3 separate regions of the Mus musculus genome follow, and all the other regions are linked to region 1. The links are chromatin contacts, called in public promoter capture Hi-C maps. All regions are on one chromosome and are shown on one strand. The core of a region is the stretch at or near the end of the contact, and the rest is flanking DNA. Distances in the headings are between cores, read along the strand shown. Region 1 holds the start of Ppil6 (peptidylprolyl isomerase (cyclophilin)-like 6). Region 2 overlaps Wasf1 (WAS protein family, member 1). Region 3 has its middle 31 kb from the start of Foxo3.

Region 1 (4,768 bases), core at 90-2,589:
GTTTTTCTCAACATAAGTCTAAGACTGTGTCCCAGAACACCTAACATATTTACTAATTGAACTTCCCAGGAAGAAAAAAAAAAGGTTGCAAACACTTTGCCTGCAGTGTGGAACAACCACAGGAAATATTAATGTCTTAAGAGAGTCAAACAAGAAAGAGAGAGAGAGAGAGAGAGAGAGAGAGAGAGAGAGAGAAGGGAGGAAGGAAGGAAGGCCACTTTAGCTGTAAGACACTGGTTCATGTCTCAAAAATACCAAAAAAAAAAAAAAAACCCAATAAAGAAACAAACACAAGCACTAAGCCTTCATCTTCCAACACACACACAAGACAGCACTTTCACTCTGGATGCTAGAGCAAGCAAGGGTGTGTGTGTGTGTGTGTGTGTGTGTGTGTGTGTGTGTGTTCTGAGGGTGAATTCTACTGCCCTTGCTCTCCAGCTGGAAAAAACAAGCACAAACAAACTAGTTGCTGGCTCAGGGCTGCGTGTATTTCACCACCGTACCCCCCAGGTTTTTTCCTGTTTCCAGGTAGCAGGCGTGCTGCGGCATGATTGACCTGGCTACATTTGTTTGTTTCCTGGTGCATAAAATATCATTCTACATGTTTACAAATTCATACTTGGATTCTTCACAGCACTTCTGGGACATCTCTTAAAAATCTGAAAAGTATCTGATTCTGCTAAAATGCAGAAACAACTACAGAAATTATAAAGGAAAGGCCCTTCCAAAATTAAAGTACTAAAAAAAATCACAAGTGTTTTTTTCTTTTCTTTTCTTTTTTTTTTTTAAACTAGAGGCGGGGAGGCTGAGGTGGTATCTGGGGCACCGGGTTACCTCAGCGATGGTCCTGAAAGCTGGAGCTTTTGAATATTTTCCCGTAATTTTGAATTTTGTAAATCCATAATCCAATAAAAAATTTCACGTGAACTAGCATTTCCATGCATAGGTGTTCCGAAATTACCATTTTCCCAATACGGATCCCCGCGAACGCTCGCTCGCGCTCCGAGTCTCTTCCAGGTCGCCCTTCCTTGCGACCAGCATTTGTTCTCTATGCCCCCATCCAGCCCTAGGACAGAACGTGGACCCCCGCCCGCCAGCGCAGGCGACACCGCGGCAGGGGGCTGAGGTGCGCACGGCGTCTGGGGCGAGGGGTTACCTCAGCGATGGTCTTTGACACCTGAAAGCTGGAGCTTTTGAAGAGCCCCACCACCTTCAGCTTCAGGGGCGGCTCGGGCGGCAACCGCACGTGACATGCTGGGGGCTTCGACTTGGGCCGGCACGGCTGCTGGGTGGCCATGGCAGGGACAGCAGAGAGCCCGGAACACAAATAGTGCGAGTCGCCAGGGCAACCGCGTGGCTCCTCCCCGAACGCCCGCAAGGGGCGGGACCTGAGTGAGTTCGTGGGCGGGGCCTCGCATCAACTTCAAGCCTGTTGCTGGTGGAAGCCGAGCCGGGAACAAGGGAGGAACCTGTAGGCCGCGGTGCGGAGAACCCACCGAAGGACCTAAGAATCTGGAACAGTCCACCCGAGATTCCTTCCAGGACTGCCGGCGGCCTCGCGCAGCCAGCCCGGGATTTGCAGCCGACCTTCTTTCCGGGTGGAAGGACGGCCTTTGTCCCAGTAACGCAGGAGTCGCCCCCCACCCCCAACCAGCTCGCGTTCCTGGGTCGGGGCAGCGCAGGACAGGGCAATAAGCCTGTGCGCGCAATCCGCCTCGCCGCCCTTGCTCCGAAGCACTCCAGCCATGAAGCTCAACTTTTCTCTACGGCTGAGAGTTTTCAATCTCAACTGCTGGTAAGTAAGTGCTCCCAGGCGTGGGCTGCAGCCTCGGAGCCACCTTCCAGTCCCCTCTCGCACATGCCTAGGAAGGAAGCAGGTCTTCTTCAGCCGAGCTAGACCCTGTCCTTCCCGAACCACCAAAGTCCACATCGCCTAAAGACCAGAGCTTGGGTGGTTGCAGCAATCACCAAAGTCCCTATCATCCAAAGCTGAGGTGATGACAGCAGTAATCGTCCCAAACCTGGCCCATGTCTTTCCTTTTAAATGATTTACTTTTATTTTATGTACATTTGGTGTTTTGCCTGTATGTATGTCTGTGTGAAGGTGCCAGATTCTCTGGAACTGGAGTTACAGACAGTTGTAAGCTGTCATGTGCTTGCTGGAAATTGAACTGCTGACCCATCTCTTCTGCCCCCTGCGTCCTCCACCCCTTTTAGGGACATCCCCTACCTGAGCAAACATAGGGCGGACCGCATGAAGCGCTTGGGAGACTTTCTGAACTTGGAAAACTTTGATCTGGCTCTCCTGGAGGAGGTGAGGTTGTAGGGCAGGCTAGGTTGGAGGAGGGCAGCAGGCGGCAGGCGGCGCAGGAAAACTGTTCTGTCTGGGATGAAATCCAAGCAAGTATCCTCACCTTCTTCCTCAGGTGTGGAGTGAGCAGGACTTCCAGTACCTAAGGCAAAGGCTATCGCTCACCTATCCAGATGCACACTACTTCAGAAGGTGAAAAGCCTGTGTTCTCAGCCTGTTCTCAGACGAGGAAGCTCTCCAACATTCTTGCTTGCACCCTCGATCTTCTTCCTCTGGGTGTGAGAAGAGCAGGCCGTCACCCTCATCTTGCAAGGGCTGCTGTCTTAGGCTTTGTTCTGGGGTTGATCTTAGCAGTAGAGCTGGGAGACCGCGGAGGGGAAGAGGGCTGGCTGGGTACTCCCCTCCTTGCTCTTCTGGTTATTAAGCAAGAGTTGGTTTTCAGCGGGATGATAGGCAGTGGCCTCTGTGTGTTCTCCAAACACCCAATCCAGGAAATCTTCCAGCATGTCTACAGTCTGAATGGTTACCCCTACATGGTAAGGATCTCTTCCCTATCCTTGCTAACACAGACTGGACGCAGCCTTCCTGGGGCCTTGGCAGGAGGGTGTCAGTACCCTGAGTTTTTGTCTTCTCTTGCCTGCAGTTCCATCATGGAGACTGGTTCTGTGGGAAGTCTGTGGGGCTGCTGGTGCTCCGTCTAAGTGGACTGGTGCTCAATGCCTACGTGACTCATGTGAGTGGGGCTAGCCAGGCTTAGGCAGTGGGTCAAGCAGCCCAATGCTATGGTGGAGAAGAGACGCCACTAGTTAGTTCTGCTGCCTGGGGATAAGGCATGGGATCAGAAGCTAGCATTGGGCAAGGTTCACCCATTCCCTGTCACACTCTGCCATGTGACAGATGACAAGCTTGATTCAGACAGCCTTCTCTTTGATTTCACCTATTCCACTTTAGCTACATGCTGAGTACAGCCGACAGAAGGACATCTACTTTGCACACCGTGTGGCCCAAGCTTGGGAACTGGCCCAGTTCATCCAGTGTGTGAGCCTGGGCTTGATGGGGGCTGTGGGGTGGGACGGGGGTTGAGGAGTGGCAGTTATCCTTGAGAGGGCACATAATAAGGGAAGAATTTCCTCCTTGCCGCTCTTCCCCCAACTCAGCCACACATCCAAGAATGCAGATGTGGTTCTATTGTGTGGAGACCTCAATATGCACCCCAAAGACCTGGGCTGCTGCCTGCTGAAAGAGTGGACAGGGCTCCATGATGCTTTCGTTGAGACTGAGGACTTTAAGGTGAGAGACTGTTTCCCACCAACTCCACACTTGTTCCAGTCTTCCTGTCTCTTAGCATCCTAGCCACCTGTTTCCCTAGGGCTCTGATGATGGCTGTACCATGGTACCCAAGAACTGCTACGTCAGCCAGCAGGACCTGGGACCGTTTCCGTCTGGTATCCGGATTGATTACGTGCTTTACAAGGTCAGGCTCTTATTCCCGGTGTGCCTTCTCCAGTATCTTCCTTCCTCTGTCACTAGCCCACGCTTTAGTTCAGCTACAGTCTTGGGCCACTGATGGCTAAAGAATAGAATCCTGTCGGCTGGTTCTCTGGGAGAATTTAAGCTTCTCCATGTTCTTGCTCTTCCTAGGCAGTCTCTGAGTTCCACGTCTGCTGTGAGACTCTGAAAACCACTACAGGCTGTGACCCTCACAGTGACAAGCCCTTCTCTGATCACGAGGCCCTCATGGCTACTTTGTATGTGAAGCACAGCCCCCCTCAGGAAGACCCCTGTACTGCCTGTGGTAAGCAGCATTTCCTTTGCCCCCTCTACTTTAAGGCAGCCCCGCCTCCATCCTGACCCTCCCCTGCTCTACGTTCTCTCTTTTTCCAGGCCCACTGGAAAGGTCCGATTTGATCAGCGTGCTAAGGGAGGCCAGGACAGAGCTGGGGCTAGGCATAGCTAAAGCTCGCTGGTGGGCTGCATTCTCTGGCTATGTGATCGTTTGGGGGCTGTCCCTTCTGGTGTTGCTGTGTGTCCTGGCTGCAGGAGAAGAGGCCAGGGAAGTGGCCATCATCCTCTGCATACCCAGTGTGGGTCTGGTGCTGGTAGCAGGTGCAGTCTACCTCTTCCACAAGCAGGAGGCCAAGGGCTTATGTCGGGCCCAGGCTGAGATGCTGCACGTTCTGACAAGGGAAACGGAGACCCAGGACCGAGGCTCAGAGCCTCACCTAGCCTACTGCTTGCAGCAGGAGGGGGACAGAGCTTAAGAGCTTAACAATAAAACTTGCTTGACACACTCTAGTGGCTCTACCTTGTTCCTTGCAGAGGCATGATGGGAACTGAAGGTCAGTGGCCTTGTCACTGTGTGGCTTTAGAGCGTTGGCCTCTCACTTGCCTTTTTTGCACACTCCCGTCTCCTGCCAGCACAGAGCATAAACCCTGTTCATGGTCATAATCCTTTTA
Region 2 (4,659 bases), core at 1,795-4,294, 570 kb after region 1:
AGACCGAAAAAGTGAGGGTCATCTGTGTAACTTCCCATGTTGTCCTAGCTACAGCGGTAAAGACCCAAGCCTTTTTACATACATATGTACATACATATATATACATACATACATACATAAGATTAATAATTTCTTGAGCCACGTGGAGATGGATCTTGTACTTTTGCATTAGTGAGTTCTGTATTTGTGGATTTAATCTAATTCAATCAATTTTGGAAAAAACTGAAAAAAAATTGCTTCAGTATTGAATACATATAGACCTTTTCTGGTAAGTAACACAGTTAACAATTACGCACACAGCTTTTATGAAGTAGTAAGTGTTGTAATTTTGCACGATGTATGGGAAAATGTGTGAATATACCACCTTACCCAAGGGGCTTGATCATCTGTGAATTATGGTATCGGAGGGATCTAGCTGATCCCTAATGAGAACCAAGAGGAGACATGAGTTGAAAGGAGAGGAAAGGAGCCAAACCCAACCGCTAAGAGAATCTAGGATGATGGGGTATTAAAGGGAAAAACCTAGTAGAAATACATTCAGGGAATACATCTAGTCAAGAACACCTAATTCATATTTAAAATGAAATATAGTTATCTGAATAAAAAGCTCATTCGTTCCATTAAAAGACACACTGGATGTATTTTTTTTAAAGTTAATAACAACAGAAAATAATTTGTGTAATTCCTTAACAAAGTGCATCCTGTTACCTCTCAAGGATGTGTTACTACATGCTTCCTTCTCTATGTGCCCACCACTGTGTACCACGTGTGTGAGTGTATGGGTGTGTGTGTGTGCACGTGTGCATGTGAGACAGAGTCTCTCACTGAACTGGAACCTCACTGTTTCAGCTAAGGGGCCTGGCCAGTAAGCCACTGGGATCTGCTATCTTTGATCCCCAATACTAGACTTAGAGGCACATGCAGATATACCCAGCTTTTTATGTGGGTGCTGGGGATTTGAACTTATGTACCATGGCGACTATCTCAATAGGCCTCCTAATGCCTTCTCTCTAGCCAATCTTGCCTGACAGAAGCTGCATTCTCTTGCCGTTTTTACGTTACGGTGTATTCTAGACACTTGGTCCCACACTCTGATATCACACAGACTCACTTGTTAATCCCCCCACTAGTGTGCGCATACCTTGCTCTATACACCTTTGATAGTGTGAAGCTTTTTCCTGGTAGTAATAAGATATATTTTTAAAGAGAACTTAAAGTTCCCAAATACAAATAGTTAAATCATACAAAAATAGAAAACCAAGGTAACAACCAAGCATCATATAACTCTGGCTCTATCCTCTGCAGGTCAAATCACATTTTCACAACAGTTTTACTACTTCTAACCACTGTGTGATACTGTTTAGAGAGGTTCTGTTATTTCCTTAATAGGAAGAAATTACTGTTGTAACTCACTGATGTTACTTAGTGACTAAATTTTCATAATAATGTTATAATCCTTAGATGAAACATCCCTCTTAAATTAATAACAAGTACATTTTTAAACATAATAACTCCAAAGCAAATTCTGGTCTGCAATATTTAAAGTGATATAAATTCTTACTTAGGCTACTCAGTTGTCTAATTATATTTGCCAGGGAAATGTTGGTTACACATTCCAGTTCGTTCTTAATGCCCCTGGGCAGTGCTGTGTGGCACAAGTGCCGAGGGTCGATGTTTCTTTTCACCAACGGCATCTTGAGCTCAGCCACTGAACCAGCTCACCTGTGAGAAACAGAAAGAGAAACTGCCATCAGTCAGAGAATGGCACATGGAAGAATGAAGGTACATACTGTATGAAGACAAAGCAGGACTAACAAGAAGCCAAACTCACTTGTTAATCATTTCTTTGCAATTATTCCAACTACACCATTCTTTTAAGCTTACTTTCAGCACTAATTGGCCTGTGAGGAATCCACACCATTGACATTTACCATTGTAGAGATGTGTACTATGTAGCTGGTGTAAGAGGGAAATCTGAAACGGCTGGGGAAGAAACATCACGTTTATATTTCTACATATACCAGCTGTGCCCCAGAGGAACACCCTAAATCTCATCAAATCTACCAAATGTTTAATTATCAATAAGTTCTGCTGCTTTGCATCTCAGCCTGTCCTCATTTGGGTGATTCAGCAAGCAATGGTTAGTCAAACACAAGCCTCTCACCACTGTGGTTCAAATTTCACTGACCACAGAATAGTAACTATAAGCGTATAAACTCCAGCGTCACGACTAGCAGTCTGGGACATGAATCTTTGCTGCTATGAGATGCATGCTGTGGCCAGTGTGCCATGGATGCCATGTAGCTCACTGCACTGTATGTGTTACTCAGCCACAGGCAGCAAAGCTTTTAACTGTCATGCCTTCTTGCCTCTCATCCTAAAGCCACACAACATTTTACAAAATGGGTAGCTGGAAGGGGAGCTGACAGGACAATGAAAGAAGACAACGCTGAAAACGAAATTCAGTTATAATCCGAGGGGAGTAAGAGAACAGACAGATGACTGGAAATGTCACTACTGTCACTGCTTGAGAGACTAGCTACACAATGGGAAGAACTTAGGAAAGGTCAGCATATGGTCACAAATGAGGAGTGTACTTGTTACAAAAGGGAGTATGCTCTGTACAAAGTAAATGCTGGAAGAAGAATTTCACACTCAGGGAACCCTAGCGCTGTAATGCCGCACTTAGGGAAAAGGCAATAGGTCGGAGGCTGATTCAGATGCAGTGGGAAGGAGCTGCGCAGAAGTCTGCCAAGGCAGGAAAGACGCTCATGCTGCTATGTGCACTATTGTCAGCTGTACAAGGCAAACACTGTTCAAAATGCTCTCAGTGAGCTCTTCAGTGAGAAATAAAACACAATTCTTCTTGCCGGTAACATTTACCCAGTAAATTTTACTTTGAAAAAATGTCCCTGTACACTTTAAAACAGCAAAAGAGTTTCTTAATGCTTTTTGGTTGTTTTTAACTGTGTGTTATGATGTGTATGGGTGCAGACATGAACTTGTGGACAGAGGAGAACAACCTCTCAGTCAGTTCTCTCTTCCCAGCAAGGGCTGCAGGGATCAAACCCAGGGCTTCAGGCTTGTGACAAAGCACTTTTACCTGCTGAGTCATCTTGCCTTCTTGCTTTGGAGAAAACAAAACAAAAATCCCAACGAACACTAAAACATTATAATGAAACGGTACAATTTCTCCCACAGATTAAGATCATTTTCTGTAGTCTTAATGGTGTGTGTGTGTGTGTGTGTGTGTATGTGTATCTGGGGGTGGGGGTGGGTAGAGGTAGAAATTGAGTGTCTCCTTAATCACCCTCTACCTTATTTTTTGAGACAGGGTCTCTCTCCAAACAGAGCTTTCAGATCAAGACTAGCCAGTGGTCCAGCCCCTCAGCACTGGGATCACTGGTGTTCACTATTTGACTGACTTTATGTGCAGGGGACAGGGAGCTGCGTGTGGGTCCTGTAAGTCCTTCACTGACTGAGCCATCTCTTCACCCCCGTGATTTCCTTTTTAAAGCGTGTGTGTGTGTGTGTGTGTGTGTGTGTGTGTGTGTTCGCACGCACTCAGGGCTGAGCCCCAACTCTCCTGCTCCCGGACTCCCCTCTCACTGTATCCCTACCTTACTCTCATCCTGTCTTCACACGCTCTGTCTAGAATGCCTTTCCTCTTTCTCCTCACAGGGAAGAGTAACTGCTGAGCCTATACCCAGCATCTCTCCTCTGAATCCTCACCCAACTCCTCAGGAAGACGTACCCACCTACTTTTCCTGTCTTTAACTTTGACTCATATTTACATTTCACAGAATTCTACTACGTATATTCTATTGTACTGGACTTAAATGAAAAGTTTGAGAGAACTAAAAATCTTGTCCTATTCAACTTGTTTTTCTAATATCTAAGTAGGTGGTGATCAGATGATCGACAGTTGATCAATATATAAGTGGAAGAAAAAGCAATGGCCATGGCACATAAAGGCAAAACCAACAAAGCTCTTTAGGGCACCAAACATGTAACTTAGGCAGACAAACATATACCTTTCTAAAGCAACTAGTTCTGATTTAAGGATTAAGGGGTTTTATTTGCATAGATCCACTGTGAAAAATAATATCCTACAGTTTCGTTGCAAAACCAAACTTTGCTGGTTTCATGTGGGGATAAAGCAGGGAGAGCGAGTTATTTTTTGGTATCTATAGAGTCCAGCTCAGAGGCTAACGCATACCTTTTGCTGGAAAGAATCTGTAATGACTTATGAAGTGGTTTCAAACATTATTCTGATCATGAAGGAAAAATGGCTTTTACTGTGTTAAAACAGTGTCTTTATATACAGTGCAAGGTACCTGAAATGAAGTCCACTCTTATCCCTCCCCTGCCCTTCAGTTCACGCCATATATGACCATCTGTCTAATTCAGCTATCAAAATCTTAGCAATAAACAAATAAAGGCTATGAAAGTGTCATATTCCTAGTGTTAGAAAACGCTTCACCACTTTTAGCACAGCATCTTCTGTCAGATTAAAAAGAGAAAAAGGTAAAGTACCCATATTAAAACATGTAAATTAATTACGAAGCAAATAGGAAATCAAATTTATTTCATTCTTTTTAATATCCTGTGACATTTTATTTAAAAGCAATATAAAATTGTACAGAATAAGCTAATTAC
Region 3 (4,747 bases), core at 400-2,899, 820 kb before region 1:
CACACTACAGTAAGGCAGGCCCCTGTTGGAGAGGGTTGTCTTCAACAGGGAGAAGCTTCAGGAAGGACGCATGGACTGAAGAGGAAAAAGCAGGGGGCACCTACCAACCCAGCCATGTCAGCCAAACCAACGTAGTGATCAGCTCATGGCAGATGGCACAGCCACATCAGCCTCATGCCTGAGGTCAGGCAACTCCCAGTGTAGGTGGCGTGTCACCCTGCTACTGAAGAGTTTAGACAGCGTTTAAAAACACCGTGTCTGTAGGGTGAGCTGTAGCACAAGGCTCTGCCTGCGTTACTGCAGGGTGCACATCTCCCATTCCCTTCTGTCCCTCCAGACCCCCAGCTCCCTAAGCCTTGTTTGGGGAGGCATTGGTGGAAGGGGCTGTATCAGTTGGGAGTGGGGTTCAGAGAGGAGGGCTGGAAGGCCCTGTGAGGGTTCTGCCTCCGTATCAGGAGGCAGGAGGATGGCGTTCACACATGCTGGAAATGATCCATCAGCATCCTGTTCTCTTCCCAAGGTCGGTCTCACAAGTCAGCATGCAAGAAAAAGGGAAAACCAGAAAACAACATGGCAGCCAGACCAAAAGGAAATGGGTGGTGGGATCCTTCAGCAAGCACTCAGATGCCCAGGACCAGAGGGGGCTGGACTCTGAGTGTTCCTCAGACTTGGGGCATTGCATATTTGTAATGAGCTATCTTTGGAATGAGACTACAACTTAAACAGACAATCAATTAAGTTTCACATACACCTTCTACATATAGCACCAAAATAATTTATATGACATTCCTAGTGCACCTGCATTTTAAATACATTCATTCCATGTTATATTATATATTACATGCATGGGTGTGTTGCCCGCGTGTGCATGTGCACCCTGTTGTTCATGCCTGGAATCTTCAAAGACCACAAGAGGGAATCAGATCCCCTAGAACTGGAAATACAGATGGTCGCGAGCTGTCACGTGGGTGCCAGGAACTGAACCTGGGTCCTCGAGGAGAGCATCAAGTGCCCACATTTTGACACTAACTTCTAAACACTTCATTTCCCCGCCTGTAAAATTCACACGTGGAAAAAAAAACCCAAGTGAGTGGGGCCAATATCTCCCAATTCAGCGTTGGAGTGTGTCCGGCCTTGAGTCTGTCCTCATGCTGAGTCAGCATCTCCGGAGGAATCCCAGGATTCCACCTAGGCAGCGGCGAGTCTGTCAGCTCTGGGAGGTCTTCCTCAGCCCTGACTGTGGCCTTAGGTGGTCTGCATTCTTCAAGAACCAGGAAACCCTTGTACTGGTTTTTACTACGTGACTCTTCTCAATTTTCTTTCAAAGGAGTGTTCTGAAGAGAGCAATAGCAAGCTTGCGGCAGATTGGTAGAGGCTTAACTGGGTAACGGGCTGACAACATAATCGGAAAGGTTCCATCCATGACTGTTGTAAATTATCCATCCTTGAGGAATGCGAAACTGAAAATGCAGCCTCCCTGGAGGTTTTCATTCCGGGGAGCAAGGACCGCAGCCCTCAGCCGCACTCCCTCCAAGGACACAGGCTGAGATGCTGGGGGATGTCCTGAAATCCGCTAACAGAAACTGTTGCTCGGTTGGTGGGCTTCAGCCATTTCCCATGACGAGGGCACCATCTTGTGGTCGGTGGGTGAACCGACGGGAAAAGTCTAGAAATTCGGGCTGGGAACTCTCAATGCTTCTTATTCCCAGGCCTGCGCTACCTCCAGAGAGTCAGGCGTCTTTTGAGATCCTCAGTCAATTCAAGAGTGGAGTGTGGTCCCGATATGAGACCCTCTTGTGACTGCTTCGGAGCTCCCTCCCTTTGGCAAGCTTAAATTCCTTCTCTGGGGGAGGGGCTCTGCCCTGGGCTCTCACTCCTAGCTTGGCTGTTCCTAAACAATGACTGGGAACTACAGCACTGTTCCCCTGTCTGTGTGTCTGACTTGGAGTCTTGGCGGGAGCCAACCTGTGGGTAGGAGGGTGGGGGGCTGGGAGGGTGAACTTAACACAAACTGGAATCATCCAAGAGGAGGCAACCTCAACTGACAAAACGCCTCCATAAGATTGGTCTGCAGGCAAGTCTGTGGAGGCATTTTCTTGATTAATGATTGGCTGCTGCCCTGTGAAAAGTAGGCAGTTCCTTCATGGTCTCGGGTTCAGTTCCGGCTTCCTGCCTTGGCTTCCCTTCTATTATAACTGTAAGGTGAGCTAAACCCTTTCTACCCCCAGGCTGCTGTAGGCCATGGCGTCTATCACAGCCATAGAAAGCACACTAGGATGCAGTCATGTGCAACACCACACACACACACACACACACACACAAACTCACACTCACAAGCACACACTCACACACACTCTCAAGCACACACACTCACCCACACCCACACACACACTCGCAAGCACACACCATGGGACTTCTGAAAAAGTTGCCCAGACTGATGAGGCCCAGAAATACAAATAGTGTCTTATTGGTTGTTTTGTGTCGCTATAATAGAATAAATACCAGAGACTGGGCAGCTTATCACAAAGAGATATGTGTATCTATGGAGGAGTCCGTGATGGAGGTACATCTGGTGAGGGCCTTTGCTTTGCATCATCCTGTGGTGGATTTTATAATTGTGAAAACTACATTCAATGTTAGACAAAGCATTCTCTTCACACTCTGTTCCCCGGACCTGGAGTTATAGGCGGTTACAAACCACCACGTGGGTGCTGGGAACAGAATCTGAGTCCTCTGCAGGAGCACCAAGTGCTCTTCACTGCTGCCATCTCTCCAGCCCTGTCACACTGTTCCCAGAATGCATCTCCTCCCTCATTCCCACCGCCGGTTAGACTGTCTGCTACCAAACCCAGCATGGCTCCAGGGACTTGACCTGACTGGGAGCCAAGAGGGAACGAAGAAAGGACAAACAGACACGGATGAGGAGGACATGGAAATCAACCTTGTTAAGGAAAACATGGGATGAAGAGCAGGGGGTGAAGGGGAGGGGGCTGCACAGGGTCCTATAACTCCTCAGAGAACCCTGATCTGCACTATATAGCTTTAGATCTAAGATGGCTCCCAGGACACTGGTGAGACAGCAAAAAGGAATGGAAGCCAGGGCGGTGGCTGCTTCCCCCATCTTCATGGAAGTCCTAACAGGTGAGTTACCGCATCAGCCAGGGCTTTCATTGGGACATAGTGATGGTGTGGCGAGATATGATTGGTTAAGGATTTAGGGGCTTGGGGTTGGCTCAAACACTGTATATAAGCTTAGGTGTTGGGCAATAAACTCAGACCTGCAACCCTGATGCTGGTTTCCAGAGACTGATTCCTAGGGTCCGTCACATGACTCTGTCACATGACTCTGTCACCCCCGCCCCATTGGTCTTATTTCTACACAAAGACACACAAAGAAGCTGAGATCTGTCGAACCATACTCTGATGAAGAACCCGCAGCACCTTGGAAGCTCAGCGTGCTTATTACATACATTTGAACAGAGAGGTGGGGTCATCACATACAACTGGACGAGGAGGTGAATTACTGCATACAGACTAACAAGGACCACTGAACTATTTAAATGGTTGGATTTTATATGTGAATGTTTCTCAATGAAGTTGTTAAAAACAGCATATAAGTATTCACTAACCATCCATTCATTCACTCACTATTATTCAAAGAACCAGGCAGAGACACATCTATGTGAACAGGAGAAACTCCCTGGCCAAAACAGATTCATAACCTCTTAGGGACAGACAGACAGACACAATGTAGTGAGCATCAAGAATGGCTTTGTCTGGGGATGTGGAGGATTGTCAGCCAGAAATCATAGTGAAGGGTATAGACAGCACAGGGTTGGCAGAAAGGGGCGGAGTGTGAAGCCCCACCCCTCGTCTCTCCCTTATTAAATGAGTACTGAGTGCTAGTTCAGTACAGTGCTTGCTGGGTGCCAAGAGAAATGACTAGTTACTTCCGGAAACCCAGAAGAGGAGGCAAATGACTAGAATATTATTTTTCTGAATGTTTAAAGAGAAGTGAGATGTGACCTGTCCTCTGGCTTAACCATCATCCCCTCTTAGAATCCAAACTTCAGAGTGCAGACTGTAAAACCTGCTGCAGTCACCAACATGCACCTCTCGGTTTGCACTAATGACCTATCGTATTGTTAACAGAACTCTGTAGCATGCAGAATATTAAATTTATTTGCTGATTTCTGTTGATTAGAGTAACATAGTCTGTAGAATTAAAAAATAATTGCTTAGGCTTTTATAGAAGTGACATAATCAGATTTCACAACATAAAAATAAGCAGCAAGCCATACTAAAACAATATTAAGTTTAGGACAAAATGGTCCCAATATTTGACTGAGCCCAGCATAGCCCCACACACTTCTGAAGAAGCAACAGAAAGACTTGCCTGTGAGACAGGTGGGGAGGCCATCGAGTTACTGTAGCGAGAATATCTTGTGTATTTGTTTGGATGCATCAGCTGTCGATAAAAAAGCCTATGGCCTGTAGGAAAGGGTGAATAGAAGACGGGACATCCGGGAGAAAGAAAGAATTCTGGGATAAAACCAGACGTGAGAGATTCACCCAGGAAGATGGGATGAGACATGGTGCCTGAGCACAGGTAAGCAGTCATGTGGCAGAATGTAGAGTAAAATAAATGGGTTATTTTAAGTTAAGATCTGGTTAGAGGAGAGCCTAGCTATATGGCAAGGTATTTGTGTTTTGGGTCTGAGTCTTATTTCTGGGAGCATGGGGCTGA

What was found. Promoter capture Hi-C pulls out the DNA fragments that hold promoters and counts their contacts.
Region 2: a promoter capture Hi-C map of stem cell-derived epiblast-like cells shows a contact between it and region 1, with 3 times the contacts expected there. The contact joins the enhancer-like site here to the promoter of Ppil6 in region 1. A contact is called at or near these places in 4 of 39 promoter capture datasets (the 3T3-L1 cell line, liver and stem cell-derived epiblast-like cells), 1 of 115 datasets of contacts at active chromatin or transcription factors (embryonic stem cells) and 1 of 9 other capture datasets (embryonic stem cells).
Region 3: a contact with region 1 is called in a promoter capture Hi-C map of hippocampal neurons, with 2.9 times the contacts expected there. The contact joins the enhancer-like site here to the promoter of Ppil6 in region 1. A contact is called at or near these places in 11 of 39 promoter capture datasets (the 3T3-L1 cell line, 3T3-L1-derived adipocytes, the C10 cell line and 7 more), 3 of 15 datasets of contacts at CTCF or cohesin (large pre-B cells, pro-B cells and stem cell-derived epiblast-like cells), 32 of 484 Hi-C or Micro-C datasets (the C2C12 cell line, the G1E-ER4 cell line, LSK cells and 22 more), 3 of 115 datasets of contacts at active chromatin or transcription factors (bone marrow-derived macrophages, embryonic forebrain and forebrain) and 2 of 9 other capture datasets (embryonic stem cells and liver).

The regions. Positions count from the first base shown.
Region 1 is chr10:41,487,010-41,491,777 of GRCm38.p6, reverse strand. It overlaps Ppil6 (peptidylprolyl isomerase (cyclophilin)-like 6), which reads right to left and starts at 1,339. Exons shown (of 8, transcript NM_028430.1): 1 at 1,157-1,339. The coding sequence starts at 1,297. It overlaps Smpd2 (sphingomyelin phosphodiesterase 2, neutral), which reads left to right and starts at 1,438. Exons shown (of 10, transcript NM_009213.2): 1 at 1,438-1,795; 2 at 2,218-2,314; 3 at 2,427-2,503; 4 at 2,754-2,847; 5 at 2,955-3,044; 6 at 3,263-3,345; 7 at 3,469-3,601; 8 at 3,681-3,785; 9 at 3,953-4,106; 10 at 4,196-4,606. The coding sequence starts at 1,746. The coding sequence ends at 4,572. It overlaps Mical1 (microtubule associated monooxygenase, calponin and LIM domain containing 1), which reads right to left. Exons shown (of 24, transcript NM_138315.2): 24 at 4,748-4,768.
Region 2 is chr10:40,917,311-40,921,969 of GRCm38.p6, reverse strand. It overlaps Wasf1 (WAS protein family, member 1), which reads right to left. Exons shown (of 9, transcript NM_001379453.1): 2 at 1,562-1,722. The coding sequence starts at 1,694. Among named protein-coding and RNA genes, the nearest start is that of Wasf1, 36 kb to the right of the region's middle. Within about 2 kb of position 3,044, at least 38 of the 459 cell types and tissues checked have an H3K27ac peak or open chromatin away from gene starts, as enhancers often do. A contact at or near this core is called in stem cell-derived epiblast-like cells, where this site is marked.
Region 3 is chr10:42,305,208-42,309,954 of GRCm38.p6, reverse strand. No RefSeq gene overlaps it. Among named protein-coding and RNA genes, the nearest start is that of Foxo3, 31 kb to the right of the region's middle. Within about 2 kb of position 1,649, at least 23 of the 459 cell types and tissues checked have an H3K27ac peak or open chromatin away from gene starts, as enhancers often do. A contact at or near this core is called in the N1E-115 cell line, forebrain and hippocampal neurons, where this site is marked.